Regions from separate parts of the Rattus norvegicus genome. Here regions 1 and 2 are each linked to region 3. Evidence: chromatin contacts called from public Hi-C data. All regions are on one chromosome and are shown on one strand. The core of a region is the stretch at or near the end of the contact, and the rest is flanking DNA. Distances in the headings are between cores, read along the strand shown.

Evidence for each region. Hi-C and Micro-C count contacts between places; a contact is called where the count stands out from the background.
Region 1: a contact with region 3 is called in a Hi-C map of frontal cortex, with 2.7 times the contacts expected there. The contact joins the enhancer-like site here to the promoter of Mef2c in region 3. A contact is called at or near these places in 2 of 12 Hi-C or Micro-C datasets (Schwann cells and frontal cortex).
Region 2: a contact with region 3 is called in a Hi-C map of frontal cortex, with 2.0 times the contacts expected there. The contact joins the enhancer-like site here to the promoter of Mef2c in region 3.

Annotation. Positions count from the first base shown.
Region 1 is chr2:14,984,110-14,987,131 of GRCr8, reverse strand. No RefSeq gene overlaps it. Among named protein-coding and RNA genes, the nearest start is that of Trnap-ggg1, 590 kb to the right of the region's middle. Within about 2 kb of position 1,456, at least 11 of the 93 cell types and tissues checked have an H3K27ac peak or open chromatin away from gene starts, as enhancers often do.
Region 2 is chr2:15,202,944-15,206,077 of GRCr8, reverse strand. The region is part of intron 2 of LOC120100658 (a long non-coding RNA gene); the gene reads left to right. Among named protein-coding and RNA genes, the nearest start is that of Mef2c, 520 kb to the left of the region's middle. Within about 2 kb of position 1,422, at least 5 of the 93 cell types and tissues checked have an H3K27ac peak or open chromatin away from gene starts, as enhancers often do.
Region 3 is chr2:15,727,657-15,730,636 of GRCr8, reverse strand. Mef2c (myocyte enhancer factor 2C) reads right to left here and starts at 1,622. Exons shown (of 11, transcript NM_001399397.1): 1 at 1,361-1,622.

The DNA of each region.
Region 1 (3,022 bases), core at 207-2,706, 740 kb after region 3:
CAAAGAGGGAACTATAGCTCTACCAGTTTCATTTTAAGATTATTCTCTATTGAGTGAGAAGTATGTGGGAGGAGGGGGAACGTTTTCTCCCTCCCTCTCTCTCTCTCTCTCTCTCTCTCTCTCTCTCTCTCTCTCTCTCTCTCTGTGTGTGTGTGTGTGTGTGTGCGCATGTGGTCTGCATGTGCGTGTACATGTGTTTGTATAGTTGTGTATGCTCAAATATATGTTGAGACTAAAACACATTGAAATGTCCCTAAAATATTCCACTACAAGAACGTCATCATAAGCTTACATGCATCTTCAGAGTGCGGGCACACCTCTAGACTACATGCTGTCAAACCTCCACTACCCTTTGAAATTTGACTGAGTTTTGTGACTCAGCATGAACCCAAAACACCTTACCTTGCCAATTTAGTCCTAATTTTAATTATGACCCAAATATTTAAAATATTGATTGTCCTAAGAAAAAGAATCTTTGAGAAATAAATCTGAGATATTTTATCTTTTACTATAATCATTGTACATAAAAATAGCAATTAGTCATCGTATTTATAATTACTCTAATTAGAAATGTCTTTAACTTTGGAGACAATGGATGAAACACAAGTAATTATTCCGTAAAGAATAAACAGAAGACTTAGAGAATGACTTGAAGCATCTTGCTTCCAGTAAAATTTTAGTCGTTTCTCTGGGTTTATTCAGCAGTGAATGGTACACCTTGCTGGTGGTTATGTGAGTTGACTAGATCTAGAAATCCTAAGGCCAAATGATTTTCTTTAAAACGTTTAAAATGTTTTAAATTGAAATTTTTCCAACGGCTTGGGTTGAGAGGCCAGATGTCTCAAATTACAATTCATACTAGAAACACAATGTCAGAGCTTCTGTGCTCTGCCTAACTTCCCTTTAAAATTGTTGTATTACATTTCTGCTAATAAAAGCCTTTCTAGGGATTCTATATTGCCTTTTCCCCTTGCAAGGCACATTCACATCCTTCAATGAGAGCTGCTATTATCAGAGCGATGTACTCTATTTATTTATCACACCGGCCTCGTGACTGCTTACCCAGGCAAGCACTAGAAATATCTAGCTCATTACCACTACATAAAATAGCATGGGGTATTTTCAGAATGAAAGCGTTCAGAGAATGACGAATTCGAAAGCTGTTCATGTCTCTGTTTCTGAAGGAAGCGATTGCGCTTTGGTACTGGCAACTTGAACAATCAATGAGGACATGTTTGATATTTAGTGGAACCTTGCCAGTCCGAATCTCATCAAATACCTGCTAGTCTTTTAATTCTTCTTCCTTTTTTTTTAATTTTCAATCTGAGAACCCATGAATTTTCTTAGACTAACTGATCAAAGAACATTGGCCCAAATGGAGTCAGGGACTGAAAATGCCTGAAGACTTACTCAGCCGAGGAAGTTGATCCAGGTTGCTATTTAAATCTGCTGCTTAAGTGTCCTCGGCATCCATGCTGCATTCTTCACTTGGTTCAGAGGGCAGATATTTGGGCCAAAATATCCCTAAGCATTCGGTTGCTAATGTGGACTTTAAACTGTTTACAAACAGCTGTTACAATAACCCAAATACCCGAAGCAAAATATGACATATTCAAGGATCAGACTGTTAATGACAAGCATTTGTTCCAACAGCACCTAGTGACTTGAGGTAATAAAACCCACGATGAAAATGGCATTTGTCACATGTAAGCAGCTGTAGTCATGAGTGGAAGTGACTACCCTCTTACAAGCCCAGTTCCCACTTTGAAACCAAACCTCACAGCCGTAACAAGGCCCATGTCAATCCAAGGACAGTTTTGGAAAAAGCAGAAGCTCTGAGTTTCTAACAGAGAGGCAGAAATAACACAGTAAATAAACTGGAAAGCTTTTGCGCCCGCCGTATTGCTCAGACGTTAGGTTTGTGGGCAACTCACTATAATCAAACAACAGCAGTAACAACCAAATCTCGCTGTTTACAAGCCGAACCCCTTCTAGCAGCTGTTCTGGTGCAGAAGCACCTCCGGAAATTGGTCTCGGAAAGAAGAAGGTGTATTTTTGCTGTTGTTTTCTTGTTTACTTGCTTCCTTGCTTGCAGTTGCCTGAAGTGAGTTTTGAAGGGAAAGGGATTTGTCAGTTCGGGCATGTTTATATAGATATCCTGGAAATCAGTAGGATGAAAAGGCAGTGGCCAACAAGAGACAAAAGCCATCAGATCTTCTCTTCCTTCTGGTTGGTTCCCGAATTGTGATTGGCCATTCATACCTAATCCTTCCTTCCTGTTGTCAAATTGTATTTTCCCCTCTTCTTCGTTATATTAACTCCATTTCAAGGCCTTATTACTTGCTGCTAATGAAATATAAGGACAGTTGTAACTTTCGTTTCCACTTTCATTGTCAAAGCGTCCGGCAACAACTCTTCACCAGCTTGACGCGTGGAGATCCGTAGTAAAGTTTCAGGTGCTTACAGAGGACTTGAAATATATTTTTCTTACTTGTCGTCATCTACTGTAATTTTGAGAAATTCTCAGTGTTTTTCTTTCTCAAATTGGTTTCTTGAATGAAAAGCCAACATTTATAGTTTGACAGATGTGTATTAATGTGTATTCATGTTTGAATTACCTGGCATACCTTGTCATCACATGCTTACAAATGACTCTAATCACTTAGCGATGGACATCTATCCGTTTTATTATTCTCACCAATGACATAATTACGTCTGTTCATACTTTTCTCAGAATCAACTACAATATAATATCACACTTACAGACTTGTTTAGGAGAAAAACATAGTGTCTACTGGAATGATCCAAACAGAGACAAAATACAATTTTAAAACCACTCATCACTTGTAAATTCCTTTTATTTTTTTTCAACCAGAAAGATACAAAGAGGAAATGTTAAACTTTCATGCAATATTTTGGCTTAGTGTCGTTTTGCAAAGCTGGTATGTTCCTGTTTTCAGAATGTAACTTTTATGTAAATGTGCTTTTGTGTGAGGGTTACAAATCAATTCTGTCCTGATCC
Region 2 (3,134 bases), core at 173-2,672, 520 kb after region 3:
AGTAAAGAAATATTTGCCCTATCTTGGTTGTATGACTGTTGTCTTGTTTTTGTTGACATGTAACAGTGTTTGCTTTTTGTTGATGCTGTTGTTGTTGTCTTTAATTCTGACACTCTTCATTCTTAACCAACTCAGAAAGAAAACATAAGGGTGAACATGACCCACAGTCTGCTTTGGATAACTAAGCCGTGTGCTGACCAAATCCCTAATTGTCTCAGTTAGGGTGAACAGACACCATGATCAAGGCAACGCTTATAAGGACAACATTTAATTGGAGCTGGCTCCCAGGTTCAGAGAATCAGTTATCAAGGTTCCCACACTGTTCAGGCAGGAGGACCTGAGAGTTCTACGTCTCATTCCAAAAGCAAACACAAGACTGACTTCCACGAAGCTAGGACAAAGTTCTTAAATCCAATGCCCAGAGTGACATACTTCCTACAACAAGAGCACACCTTGTATAGTGCCCTCCCTGGGTTAAACATATTCCAACCACCACACCGATATGTAAACGTGACTGAGCATATTCTTCACATCTAACCATCGTATCTAATATGATGTAAATACTATATAGATAGTTGCCTGTATTTTTCAGATAAAAAATCAATTTGTACAGATGCAGTCTTAAAAATACTTTAATCCATGGCTGGTTGACTACATGTATATAGAGAGTAGACTGGAGAATTTAGAATGGAAAGCACTTAATGCTAGGAAATTAGGGACAGGAAGGGAAGGGGATAATTTCTTTCAAACTGTCTATAGAATTTTTCTATTAATAATTGGCCATTGAGAAAAATTCTGTTGTTCAAAATCTCAAATATAACTTCTATGTAGCAGGGGTGATACTCCATGTATGAACAGTGAAACACACAAAGTATGGTCAAATAATGCTTAGCTTTCTGAACTGACTCTGAAACAATAGGAACCCAAGTGCCAACACTCTAGCTTGGATGTCTGGACAACTTACTTTAAGGAAAGGCTTATTATAAAGTAGTGTGGTATCAATTGACTACAAAATGCTTTCACAACTTCCCAGAAGAGCTTTAGCTCGTTTCAGCACAATATGACCGGGTAAGACTACCCATTACAATATGCTAGCACATGCATTCATTATGTGCAGCGTCTAAGCCCATCAATGTTGATCTAAGCATTTTGAATTTTGATGAGTGGGGCTCCTAGATATATCTTAATCCAAAGTCTGAAGTTTGGGCTTTCAGGAATACATCATGGATACTTGGTTGTGTTACCTTTTGTAGAATCAGAGGGCTTACACTTGGGTATCTAAGGGCTTGCTAGGAGTGGGAGCAGATGGTAGTTTTTATATGTTCTTTTTATAAATGCATTTTGAGCAGGTTTTTTTGCATGAATATTTCATTTATGACAGGGTGCTGCTTAGTTATATAAAAAGTAAATACATAACGAGTGAGGTGTAAGTATAGCAGCAGTGTGTAGTGTTGAGGCTAATGGGTGGAAGGGTTTTAAAAATATGAAGGATTCCATTTTCAAAAGCATTTTGCAAAGTTTAAGAGATAAGGAGCTTGTTTTCTGCCTGCTTCTGTTTTCTACATCTCTCTCCTTGTTTTATTGCTTATCCAGGAAGAGAGAAGGGTTTGGATTCAAGAAGTCAAGCATCTGATTTCCAATTTTTATTATGAACAATATTTTTATTACTTGAGAAGGGAGAAGACGGTCCATGCAATGTAAAAATAGCAAGGATGAGTGCCACAAATAGCAACTTGAGCCTGGTAGACCTGGACGGAGGGACGCACAGCCACCAGCAGGAAAAACAGAGGCATGGAAAACAGCAGCTGTCATAAGCTAAAAGGAGGGTCCTTGATCTTCACAGGGGACAGGTGGCCAAGACATGCCACTCATCACTGTGTGACATGGTATAGTCACAATGTTCTAGGCTTTGGAAACTATTGCCAAACTTAATCAGCTTAGAAAAATGTTTAAGCTAACTTGAGAAAATGCATTAAATCCACTTCCCTATGGGACTGATTTATCCTAGGTCCATACTATATACTATCCAAGTAAAGGAGGTGCATTTTTTCAGATTCTTAACTGTATTTTAGTTCATTTAACAGTATACAAATAAACACATGAAGAAAGAAATGAATAATATATAGCTCGAGCTAGCATTTCAAATCTTGTATGATAGAAGTGCACATTCTGTAGTGATATTGTGTGTAGTGATAATTTAGTAAAACAAATGTCCCGATCATAAAAGGCAATTGAAATAATATTCACATCTGTGCTGATCTAGAGATAAGAGCTATAAGAAGCTAAGTATCACAAAGCAATGCTGTTCTCTAAATGTTTATGAAGATAAGATTTCCTCCCAATATTCACAAGTGACAACCCAGTCCAAAGTCTGTGACTATTTGATGATCAGCATGTACGGGTCTGGGCAAAGCATTTCCTTGACTGGACTTGTTGTTGTTGTTTCTTTGTTTGTTTTGCTCTCGTTTTTCCTTTTTTCTTGAGTTATTTTGTTGCTACTTCACTTTCATCACCAGCACTAGCAGCTAACCTTATTTGTAGGGATGTTTTTCCTTACAAAGAAAGTAGCTTTTATCATGTCATCAGAGTAACCATGTAGTAATTTGTCCAGAAGCAAAAAATATATAAACTTCTCTGAGAAGATATGTGGAGCAGCCATCTAGGCACACTCCAGCTAAAGGATCCTTGCAAAAGACTGGTTGCTGGCCACATGTAATTCAATTTCATGCCTCAGCAAAATTACAAATTGCTACATGTCATGAACCCCTGACTATTGCTTGAGAGTGGTCAAAGCAGCACATCCTCTTTCAGTGACATATTTGTATTTTCTAAAAGTGTCAAACTAGAACCACTTGCATAGAGTAGATTACTCTTTTAGGTTGGTTGGCGGTCTGATTGAGTGTTGGATTTGACCAGTGAGGAGGGGATAGCTGTTGGTTAGGCTGATGGAGCACCCCACATTGACTTGCACTTGGGCCCCCTCTAGTGCTTCTCTAAGAGGAAACTTCTCTAAGAGGGAAGTCTTAGTTGTGAATAGCATTAGACTAATCGGCGCTAAGTAGTGTTACAGCTGTTGTGAGGAGGGGAAAGGATTACACAGGACACAAATGTGGTCTGCATAGAAAGGATGGATG
Region 3 (2,980 bases), core at 373-2,872:
CTAAAGTCGGTATGGCTGCAAGGTTAAGTGCGGCTCACAGGTGGTCACATTTGATGTCCTACCTAGTAAGTCTCTAGGGGAGGGGGATTATTATGCACCACACAAACATTTTTACTCTGCAACACAATTCCATTGCAAGGTGCCAGTGGAAGGGAGCTGGGTCACTCTTCTGGAAAGGCGTGGAAAGGCAACTAGAGTTTTCTTTACAGCACTTAGAGAACACATACAGTCACTACAGATTTCATAAGGCAGTTACCGTTAGAGTTACTATCACATTAACAATAGTAAAATGCACTTTGTGTCAAAGCAATTCTCCTCCGAGGACCAGTTAAAGAATTGGCAAAGAGCCTGATTCTACATACACTGTCAGCATTTACATACCAAGTATTTCATACAGAAGACATCCATTTCAAAAATGTGAGGGAAAAGGTTCATAACTATAGCATCTAGAACAGTTCAAAATGGCTCAGATAGAACATTTTCCTTAAGAATTGGTAGCCTTGTTCTGGAAAGGAAATCACATTAGCGTTGCACTCAAGCACTTGCATAATACGCAATAATACAATAAGAAATGTGTCCCATCTCTATAGACTTTCTTTATGGCCAACTTTGTCACTTAGTTTCGTAACTTTCATCCAAAGTCCAAACAGAAGGCGGGCTAAGTGACTTAGCCTTGTTTGTTTTTAAGTGGCTTAATATTTCCCTTGATCTAAACAACAATGCACATGCTGGAATACAAACATGAACTGTGCAGTGCACGGGCTCCCATGGCCAGGGCAACTGCTTCTGGTCCCCACCAATTAAACTCTCACAAGCATGCACTTTGGTGAAAGAAGAGGATGCACAAAAGGTGGACTCTGGCAGGCAGCCCTGCTGTAGCTTAAAGTCATTCCAAGGACTAGTGGTTCAGAATCTAAACCCAGGGCAAATCAGTCTTTGGGGGCAACTCATAGGAACATCTTTCCATAGTGAACTAACAGCTAAATTTTAAGACAGCTACTTCAAGGTCACAGAACAGTCTGTGAAATAGTAAAATCCACCAAGATCCACATTCTCCACCCTACTGAACACGCTAATGACGTGAACTAACTTCTTGAAACTTTAAACAAACTGATGTGACAGGAACAGTCAGATGTGATTTCAATAGCAGATGGCAAACCGATGCTACCATCTAAAAAGTTACTTTCAGCCACACACAAGGAAATCGTAGAATCTAAAGAAAAGAATGCACAACAAGCCTTAACTTAAGCCTTCCAGAAAGGAGTTGGATAGACCCGGTGTCTGGAAGAGATCCGTGCAGATTTCAGAGACAATACACAGACTATTTCTATTCTTTTGGTGAAATGTCAGAGGTACTTACATGAAGGAAGACCCGACCAGATTAGTCCTTGGAATATTTTCCTTTCTTAAAAGAGAGGAAGAGAAAGAAAAAAAAATAACAATAATCTTTACTTCGTCCAGCCTTGAAGTACTTCTCCACCTGATTCAAAGCTGCAGGCACGGCGACCCACACAGAACCTTCAAAGTCAATCCAATAGCAGCCCGAAGATGTCTGGGTGTACGCGTGTGCTCAAGTGTCTGTGACTGCGAGGCGAGTGAGCTGAGAGCTGGAGACGAAGTGTGCGTGTGTGCGCACTCGAGGGGGGGGGAAGGGGAGGGCGCGCGCGGGATTGCGCATTCGCGCGCGCACCGAAGCCGCTGGAAGAGGAGGAGAAAGAGGAGGAGGAGGAAGGTGGAGGAAGAGAAGGAGGAGGTGGAAGAGGAGGAGAAAGTGGCTCTCTGTGGCCGGTGGGATTAAAAGTAGCCAGACTTGTCCAGAAAACTGCGTCCAGGAAGGAAGTGACAGGAGACGAATGGGAAAAGGAGAGCAGCTCCCAGCCTTAGATACGTCCTGTGAAAGAGCGGGGGGGGGGGGTGGGGGGGGTGGGGGGGAATGTAAGGATACTGGGAGGGGACGCGGGGGCGGCAAGCAAGACTGAGCACACGGGGGTTCTAAGCAGCACGTACGCGCCAGTGCTCCCCCCGTCCCCCAATTCATTTTATTCTTGCCTTTTCCTGGCGCTGCCTTTTCCTTTCCGTTTTTCTATCCCTACCAGCCCAAACCGTTGACTCTCCTCTCGAGCTGGGGAAATCATCAGTTTCACTCTTGCAAAAGGGGGGCGGGACTAGAACCTCGCAGCATTTTAATAAAACAAACATACTGCAGCTCCCTCCTCACCCCTCCAGTCTCAACTAGATTGATAAATTACTCCACTACACTACTTTAATTATGTATATGGTATGCAGAATAAATCACTGAACATCAGTACCTCAATCAAGCACTTTTAAATGATAATTGCATCTTGGTGAATCAATCTTTCCATTCCTGACATTTTGCTAATTTTAGTTTTACGGTGGGGTAATGGCACATGCCATACGCAAACCTAATGACAATTCTTTATTGCATGAAAGGGAAGACAACACGGGGAGCGGCGGCTCCCTGCCTCTCTCCCTGTTGCTAAAGAGGACGCTCGGAGGGGACGCTGGGCTGCTGCGCGCTCGCTCCCCCGGGAGGCTGCAAGGCAGCTAACAGGAAAGTCCTTCTGAAGTCGAGATCTTCCCTCTGACCAATAGGAGCGCGACCCTAAGAGCTGCTCTAGTGACTCCCCCCACCCCCTCCTTTGGATTCGCAGTAGCCACCTCATCCTTGCTCCGGTCCGCGCGCGCCTCCGTTACTCACGCGTAAAAGCCACGATCCAGGATGTCTGCAAGCCTCGATCCCAGCGTGCGCTTCCTGCCCGCCCAGAATGTACAAAGCTTTTGGCCTTGAGAGCCAGGAGGGCTAGGTTAGAACGTGAGCCGAAAGGAACCTCCAATGTTAGTAATAAAATAATTACAAGTTTTTGAAATCTCGACTTTATCCCGGGGCCATTAACTTTCGAGTCAATCTGGACAAATTTACCAAGGGGACAGCTTTCTCGAGAATACCCCCTCCTTCCCT